Linked DNA regions of Capsicum annuum: region 2 is linked to region 1. The links are chromatin contacts, called in public Hi-C maps. All regions are on one chromosome and are shown on one strand. Each heading gives the region's core, a stretch centred on a gene start, on an enhancer-like site or on the middle of the called end of the contact. The rest is flanking DNA. Distances are from core to core; before and after follow the strand shown.

Region 1 (4,536 bases), core at 1,171-3,670:
AACAAATAGTTTTACCTACATAAAGACCCAACACCTCTCTTACCAAATCCTGAATTTCCTAAATCCTAATGTATGGCTGAGAAATAATTCTCTCCTTGAACTTTCTAGCAACCAGCTTTGAATCACACATCTTGTTCATGTTTAGAGGTATACACTTGTGAATAGGGTTATAGTTTTTCACAATAAAATCACCTGAATCCCTATCAGTAGAACCAAACAGCAACTAGTTGCAATTGGCTACAATGCACTTCACCCTTATTCTATTTTTTTCATTAGATTTTAACTTCAACTGCCTTCTATACTCTACAGCATAATCTGCAACAGCTTTTCTAAACTATTTTACACCCTCAAAAATCATCCCAAGCTCAAACACAGAAAACTCACAATTTTTATCATACCTAGTTTTCTTACTTATTCTTCTTCTAGGTAGATCTACTCCTCTAACAGCATCTACATCACTATCTTCACTCCAATAATCAGAACTATCAAGATATTCCTCATCTCCACCCAACTTTCCAAAATATTTGCTAGCCTTATTATTACCAATATCCCCATAGCCGCTATCTACACAACCAGCAACTCCCACAGGTACTTGTTCAATTTCAACAGCCTTTTTTTTTGCTTTTTGATTTCTTTCTTTCTTTTAGCTTTGTTTATCCTTCTTTCTTGTCTAAATGCCCTCAACTCCTCATCAACATCTAAGCCATCTTCTGAAGGAATATCTCCAAGATCTGAATCACTACTCAAGTAATCTGACAACTTATTTGCTAGCCTATTAACATCTTCTGCATGAATATCTTGTACATCAGCTTCATCACCTCCTTCTACACCAAAATCTTCTAGGTTAACATCTTCTACATGGATATCTTCTATATTAGCCTCATCACCTTCTTCTACACCATCTTCTACATGAGTCTCCCTCTCTTTACCTAAGTTAACATTCTCTATCTCAACATCTTCTAGGTTAAAATCTTTTATATCAGCCTCCATCTCTTTCTCTACTCCAACAGATTCCATCTCTATGTTAGCACTATCATCAATACCAACACTTTCTCTTTCTAGGTCTGCACACTCAATAATATCAGGTGCAGGTTAAAAACCAGTGGGACCATCAGGGTCAAGAATTGGTTCATCAAAAACATGATAGACATAAAAATCAATAGAGTCCTCATGTTTTAAGTCTTTAAATAGTTCAACAAAATGTCTATCACTCTTCACCAAGTTGAACTGCTTAGTTACTGCATCTTGATAATAGAACCCCTAACAGTGTCATACCCAAATTCTTTAGTATAAAATAATAATTCCAGCATGGAAAAGTGGTCCTTGTTAATATACCTTAGCTCTGGCACACAACTTGCAACATATGTAGGGACACCCTTGTTGAAAATAGATCCCCTACGGAAAATTTTGTGAATATTATCTCTATTTGTTACGTCACCTGCAACAAAAGCGTAAGAATTCAAAGTTAGTTAACGGAATATACTCAAAGTACACACCAATAAGCTAAAAGCTACAACCTTTAATGCATGTTAAAAAAGAGACGGAATATTCGTAAAATCACAGCCCTAACAGTGAAATTTCAAAACCCTAAAATCTGAAATATGCTAAAATTCAACAAAATTTAATAAATATAAATCATAATAACAGTTACACAAGGAAGATCTGTGGAAAACCCCCAAATTTCTCCTTCAATTTGAGTGGAATTTTCGTTAAATTAGGGTTAATTTTAGGGTTATCTGAGAGAGAGTTAACGGGGAGAGAAAAACAAACGGCCAAAATGATTTTTTTCATTTAAAATGTAATAAGTATATGTGGATTTAGTTTATCCACGTGGAGAGTTTTATGTGGACAACTTTCCACATCAGTTGCGTTTGGAGACACGCGCGAACAAGCTGATGAGAACAGCGAAAAAAATGCTCAATTGGAACAAAATGTGGGGAATTTTGGGGTCTGATAGAAACAGGCCTTAGTTTAGGTGTCTAAGTGAATTTTGGCAACAAGTTTGAGTGCCTATCGATGACTTTGTCTTTAAGAATAAAACGAGAATTTTAAAATTAAATTATTTTTATATATGACATTTTCTGGAGACAAATTATGGTAAGTGTGTTAATATTCTCTCCATTCCATTTTACTTGATCTCTTTACTAAAAAAAAATAGATTTTTCAATTTATTTGTCTATTCTCGCAAATTAATGAGATCCTTTTTATTTTTTATTGTATTATCGTTAATATTAAATAACTATATAAAGTAGTAATAATTATTTTTGGAGTTTCAAATCATCGTTAATAATGTTAGTTTAGTAAAATATACATCTAATAAAAAATTTCTTATAAAGTTTGTAAGTCAATAGGGACCAACTAATATGAAATTAACCAAATACAAATTGAATACGCTTTATTTTTCTCAAATCCCACCTTATGAAAATATATTGTATATGTTTATATTACTCACAAGTAGTTTCCACAAACTCAATAGGAAGATTAAAATGTATCTTTGAATAAACATCCAGCATTTAACCATGCAACACATGGATGATGGACCATAACTACAACTTTAACCCACTCGAGCCAGCTCTACTTTCACAATAAAAGCTTTACCATTATTCATGAAAACAACCACCTTCTTTATTTCCTGCACAAGAAGACACATTAATGGCCCATCCTTTCTGCTAAAATATTGAATACTCCACTAGCTAACACACCGACACACTCTCAGATAAGCATTATTCACACACCTCTCTTCTTCATTCCTAACTCTCCATTCCCCTTTTCCATGGCTGGAATACCAGTGAAATTCTTGTTTTTCTTTGTATCAATGTGTCTGTCAATCAACCTAGCACTATGTGCTAGTAACATGCGAAACACAAAGAAAACTTACATCATCCAAATGGATAAACGGGCAAAGCCAGATGTTTTCATTGACCATGTTAAATGGTATTCATCACTAGTAAAATCTGTACTAGTAAAATCACTAGAAACTGCAGGAGACGAAGAAGAAAGGATACTTTACAGCTACCAGACTGCATTTCATGGAGTTGCTGCTCAGCTTAGTGAGGAAGAAGTGAAAAGATTACAAGAACAATATGGGGTTTTAGCTGTTTTTCCTGAGATTAAATATGAGTTGCATACCACTAGAAGTCCTATGTTTCTTGGCCTCGACCGAGAGGACAGCAACAAGTTGTGGTCTGATAGATTTTCGGACCACAATGTAATTGTGGGTGTTCTTGATACTGGAATTTGGCCAGAAAGTCCAAGTTTTAATGATACTGGAATGACAGATGTTCCAGCTCACTGGAAAGGCGCATGTGAAACAGGGCGTGGTTTTGAGAAGCATCACTGTAGCAAGAAAATTGTTGGTGCTAGAGTATTTTACCGGGGGTATGAATCATCTTCTGGTAAAATAAATGAAAGGGATGAGTACAAATCAGCACGAGATCAAGATGGGCATGGCACTCATACTGCTGGAACAGTTGCGGGGTCTGTAGTTCGTGGAGCCAATCTTTTGGGTTATGCTTATGGTACTGCCCGAGGAATGGCCCCCGGTGCGAGGGTTTCAGCTTACAAGGTGTGCTGGGTGGGTGGGTGTTTTAGTTCGGATATACTTTCTGCTGTTGATCAAGCTGTAGCTGATGGAGTAAATGTTTTGTCTATCTCTTTGGGTGGTGGAGTTTCGTCTTATAATCGTGACAGTTTGTCAATTGCTGCTTTTGGGGCCATGGAGAAAGGGGTGTTTGTTTCATGCTCAGCAGGAAATGGTGGGCCTGATCCCATTAGTCTTACAAATGTATCACCATGGATCACTACAGTAGGAGCCAGCACTATGGACAGGGATTTTCCAGCTACTGTTAAGCTGGGGACTGGCAAAATTGTGGCTGGGGCATCACTTTATAAAGGTAGGAAGAATCTTTCAACAGAAAAACAGTATCCTTTAATTTATTTAGGAAATAATTCGAGCAGCTCCCTGCCGAGCTCATTGTGCTTAGCGGGTACCTTAGATGATGCCTCGGTTGCTGGGAAGATTGTGATATGTGATAGGGGAATTAGTCCTCGAGTTCAGAAGGGGCAAGTAGTAAAAGATGCTGGAGGAGTAGGAATGATTTTGACAAACACTGCAGCTAATGGTGAAGAGCTGGTTGCAGATAGTCACCTTCTTCCGGCAGTAGCAGTTGGTGAAAGGGCAGGAAGAGAAATCAAGCATTATGCTTCGGCTCGAAATGCAACTGCCACTTTGAGATTTCTGGGAACCAAATTAGGTATCAGGCCTTCTCCAGTGGTTGCTGCATTTTCATCCAGAGGACCTAACTTCCTCACTCTGGAGATTCTAAAGCCAGATATGGTGGCACCAGGAGTTAATATCCTTGCAGCTTGGACTGGTGCTTTGGGTCCTTCTAGTTTGCCTATCGATCAACGAAGGACGAATTTCAACATATTGTCTGGAACTTCAATGTCATGCCCACATGTTAGTGGCATTGCTGCTTTGCTCAAGGCCAGGCATCCAGATTGGAGTCCAGCAGCTATTAAATCCGCACTCATGAC
Region 2 (4,536 bases), core at 574-3,073, 52 kb after region 1:
CATAGTACTCCCTCCGTCCCAAATTATGTGTCATTTTTTTTTTAGTCCGTCCCAAAATAAGTGTCGTCTTTCCTTATTAGGCAACTTTTTAAAGACACAACTACCCTTGTACCCTTATTGGTCCCACTTAATTAAAACAAAAGATATTCGCACATTTTTTTATAAAGGATAATTTGATCAACTTTACCAAATCTTCCTTTTTTTCTTAAATTTTATGTTCGATCAAATGACGACACATAAAATGAAATAGAGGGAGTATTAATTAATGTCATACTTAATAAATGGATTATTTCTCCTATATGACCTACCCTTAATTTTTGACACTTGAAAAATGGGTCCGATTGTCACAACCCTTACCCAGTACCCCTCTTCCGCCCACTGGTCACCCCTCTTCTTTTTCATTTTCTTATTTGTTCAATCATGACCTAATGCAATTCTCTAGAAATTGGAAATGTGAAAAAAATACTTCCTCCGTTTTAAAAAAAATAACCTACTTTGATTTAGAATAAAGTTTAAGAAAATAAAAAAGACTTTTGAATCTTATGGCCTTCAATTAAAGTAGTGTCAAATGTATCAAAATATTTTTTAATCTTGTGATCTTAAACATGTCATGTGGAAAATTAAAATTAAAGTATTGTCAAAAAATAAAAAAAGGTTAGTCTTTTTGAAACAGACTAAAAAAAATAGATTATTCTTTTTAAAATGGAGAGAGTAATTATTCTTTTGGTAACCAAAGAAAAGTTAAATTAAAAACCACAGCAAACCAAAGAGTAGAGCATGCAATTGCATACAAAGGAAATAAACAAGGTTGATGCGGCAAATCAGAAGAAAATTTATTTAATTTTGAACATTTTTTAATTAAATTTTTGGAAATATGTATCCGTCGCTGAATGTTAAAAAAGCAATAGTAGAATTAAATATGGTTGATTGAGACTAATTTAAATAATTTTTAGGTGCACGTGCTTGAAAATACTTTGTAGATATTGGAGCTGAATTTATAATTAAAAAAATAAAAAAAATGTTGAAGCTGAAAATAAGCAGTTTATGTATTTGATAAAAAAATGTAGATAACATCTTATCTATTAAAATAACTGAAACGCCAATCAAAAATCTTCAATTAGTGTGTTTCTATTAACTTCAACATGTAAAATAATCAGATAAGATTATTTTTAATAAATATAAATCATTTATTTAAATAACATGTAATAATTAATAACCTGATCACAGGGGCGGCTCAAGCGAATTCGTGGCCTAAGGCCAAAATCGAATGGAGGCATTAAACTTTTAAGAAAAATTAATTATGTTTATAAAGTTTACTTTTTAAATTATATAATCGCTTTTTTCTGATAATTATTTTTTAATTAATAATATAATCAATGCATTAGTTTCTTGAGACATACTAGCTATACCAAACTCCTTCTAAATTTTTTTAATTTTTTTTATATAAAAAATTTATTTTATTTACAAATAGTATTTAATAGTTTTTAAAAAAATTTATAATCTATTATTACTAAAAAAAAATGAGGTGTAGATCCAAAATTAACAAGCAAACTCATAGATAGGAATAAGAAAAACTAGAGCTTCTTTTAAAAAAAAAAATCTTTTTTCTGTTTTTATTTTATTTTTTAATAGAAGTATTTGTACCGTAAATTGAAGGAAAAATCGAGCTAAGTTTTAAATTTTTAATTGTATTTGTGAGTTGAATATTGGGTTGGGAATTGAAGAAATAAGAAAATGAAAAAGAAGCGGGGTTGACCGGATGTGGGTGGTGAGTGGGAGGTAAAGTATGCAAATGGGATCCACTTTTGCATGTGGCAAAAATAGGATAGTTCCTCGTACAATTATTGGTTGTGACTCAATCATCCTAAAGATTTTCATCAATAATGGTCGCCATCGCCCCGAATCCAATGTAGAGAGTAACCGTTACAGTAAATTAGAACAGCAATTTTCCTTGGACTCTCATTTGTCTGGCATACACTGATCCCTCAATGTAGAGTCCGGAATTAAAGAAGGCTGTCAAATTAAAAAAAAATATTAAAATATATCATATATATATATATATATATAATGTGTAATCAAAATAAATAACTGTTTAAGTGAGTTATATCTTATTTTTTTAACAATAATTTGACTAACGACAGTATCCTCATAAAAAGTGTATAACTCACTTATTTAGTGAGTTAGTTATCCATTTTATTTGTAGATGACTCAAAAAAAGTGAGTTATATATATAACTCATTTTCTTTTGTGAGTTATGTCAATGAAAGTTATATAACTCACTAAAAAGGTGAGTTATCCTTTTTTATTTATACATAATTCAAAAAAAAAGTGAGTTATATTTATTTTTACAATTTATGTGAATTTTTATAAAACTCACATATTATGTGAGCATTTAATTTATCCTTTTTAATTTATATGTTTTTAAAAAAACTCACATATTTTTTTCAAAAATCTATTTTGATTTTATAAAGTTCACTAATTATGTGATTTTATAAAGCTCACTAATTGATTTTTTAAATTTATTTTTATCTTATAAAACTATCATATGCCTCTATTTTATCATATAAAACTCACTAATTATGTGAGTTATTCAAATATAAAATAAGTAACTAACTTTTACAGTGAGTTATCCATTGAATATAGCTCTTAAAGTATGTGAGATAAGTGCATAACTTTATCAGTGATGTGAAATATGAATACGGTGCTAAAAATATATGAGTTATACAAAACAAATTATATACTATATAACTAGACGTGAGGATAGAGTATATGCTCATTAATTATTTTATACTATACAATTAAAAAAAAAATTAAAGAACACATAGAGAAACTTGTTACATCTACTTTCAAAATATATCATACAAAATTAACATGCCCATCAAAAACATCAGTCAGACATAGAGTATAACCATTAGAAATAACTATTGGGTGACAAACAAAAATGGATGTCAAATCCTTTCAAATAATTTGAGGATTACAGGAAAAAAACATCAATGCACAGTATTCAAAATTATCTTGTGACACATAATATATCTGAAGTCAGGACATTCAACTTCCACCATGAAAAGAGTGATAATAAGCAAAATGTTAATCAGACGCAAAGAACGTGTATGTGCGGTAAATGACAATCAAATCATTTTTAATGGTTATAATTTTTATGATTGATTAGCGTTTTTTATGGACATGTCAACTTTGTACGATATATTTTGAAAGAAGACGTAACAAGTTTCTCTATATGTACTTTTTAAAAAGGAAAAAAAAATTTAGATGTATAGTATATAACAATTAATTGGTGTAGCCTTGCTTCTCTAGTTTATTTCTTTCTAGTTTATTTGGTGTAGGCTTTCTATCTATTTGTCTATCTTGCTATCCTGTCTGTTGTTCTTGATTTGTTCGGGTGGGTAGTATAGTGCCTATTGTTGCTTGTAAGTAGCAACCTTGTTTGCTATTTTTTTGTTGGACTAGTTAGCTGTTTTTAGCTGTTTTGGTTGTCGTTGCTTCTACTCGTCGTGTTTTTGTCTCCTGTGTTCTTCACTTTCTTCTAATGTATTCTTTTGAGTGGTGGTCAGGGTGATAAATAGCGGACTAAGGTCATGTCATAGGTTGGGGTTGGGGCGGAGATCAGGTCTAGGTGTGGGCCTGGGGTTGGGGGCGAGGGGGAGTAGGGCGAGAGGGATAAGGGTGCTTCTAGGTTAAGAGTTGGGTCCTGGAACATAGGGACACTTCAAGGTAAGTCTATGGAGTTGGTGAAGATTATTAGAAAGATGAGGGTTAGTATAGCGTGTGTCCAGGAAATTAAATGGGTAGGCACTAAGGCGAGAGATGTGGATGGATATATGTTGTGGTACTCAGATAGCGTGAGACATAGAAATTGGGTAGGTATCTTAGTAGATGAGGATCTTAGGGAGCAGGTGGTGGAGGTTAAGAGAGCTAGTGATAGGTTGATGTCTATTAAGTTGGTCATTGGAGGGTCTTCGGTGAACGTTATTAGTGTCTATGCTCCACAAGTAGGTTTGGACAAGGAGAAGAAGAAGAGATTTTGGGAAGTTTTGGATGAGGTGGTAAGGGGGCGTCCCAATCACTGAGAAGTTTTTCGTGGGAGGAGATTTCAATGGGCATATTGGGTCTTTGTCGAGTGGATATGATGATGTGTATGGCGGTTTCGATTTTGGGTAGAGGAATGAAGGTGGAGTTTTTTTTTTGAATTTTTCTTGGGCTTTTAGGTTGTGGATAGCGAATTCGAGCTTTTTGAAAAAGGAGAAGCACCTTATTACTTTTTGCAGTTTAGTGGCCATGACTCAGATTAACTTTTTGCTCCTTAGGAAGGGTGATAGAAAGCTACGTAAAGACTGTAAAGTCATACCTAGCAAGAGTCTTTTGACTCAACATAGGTTGTTGGTGATGGACTTAGTGATCAACAAGGGCTGAAAGGAGTCTTTTCAAGTTTCACCAACTACTCCGACCGTTGGCAGTTCAATTTCTTCCTGCATTATGTTGATTTTTCACATAAATGAATAAACTAAGAAAGAGAACTTT

What was found. Hi-C and Micro-C count contacts between places; a contact is called where the count stands out from the background.
Region 2: a contact with region 1 is called in a Hi-C map of pericarp, with 2.0 times the contacts expected there. The contact joins the enhancer-like site here to the promoter of LOC107863392 in region 1. A contact is called at or near these places in 4 of 5 Hi-C or Micro-C datasets (bud, leaf, pericarp and 1 more).

What each region holds. Positions count from the first base shown.
Region 1 is chr3:200,391,329-200,395,864 of UCD10Xv1.1, forward strand. It overlaps LOC107863392 (subtilisin-like protease SBT1.3), which reads left to right and starts at 2,421. Exons shown (of 1, transcript XM_016709286.2): 1 at 2,421-4,536. The coding sequence starts at 2,774.
Region 2 is chr3:200,443,743-200,448,278 of UCD10Xv1.1, forward strand. LOC124896760 (a long non-coding RNA gene) reads right to left here. Exons shown (of 3, transcript XR_007053195.1): 2 at 4,364-4,484; 3 at 655-2,013. Among protein-coding and RNA genes, the nearest start is that of LOC124896761, 2.6 kb to the right of the region's middle. Within about 2 kb of position 1,824, at least 1 of the 5 cell types and tissues checked has an H3K27ac peak or open chromatin away from gene starts, as enhancers often do. A contact at or near this core is called in pericarp, where this site is marked.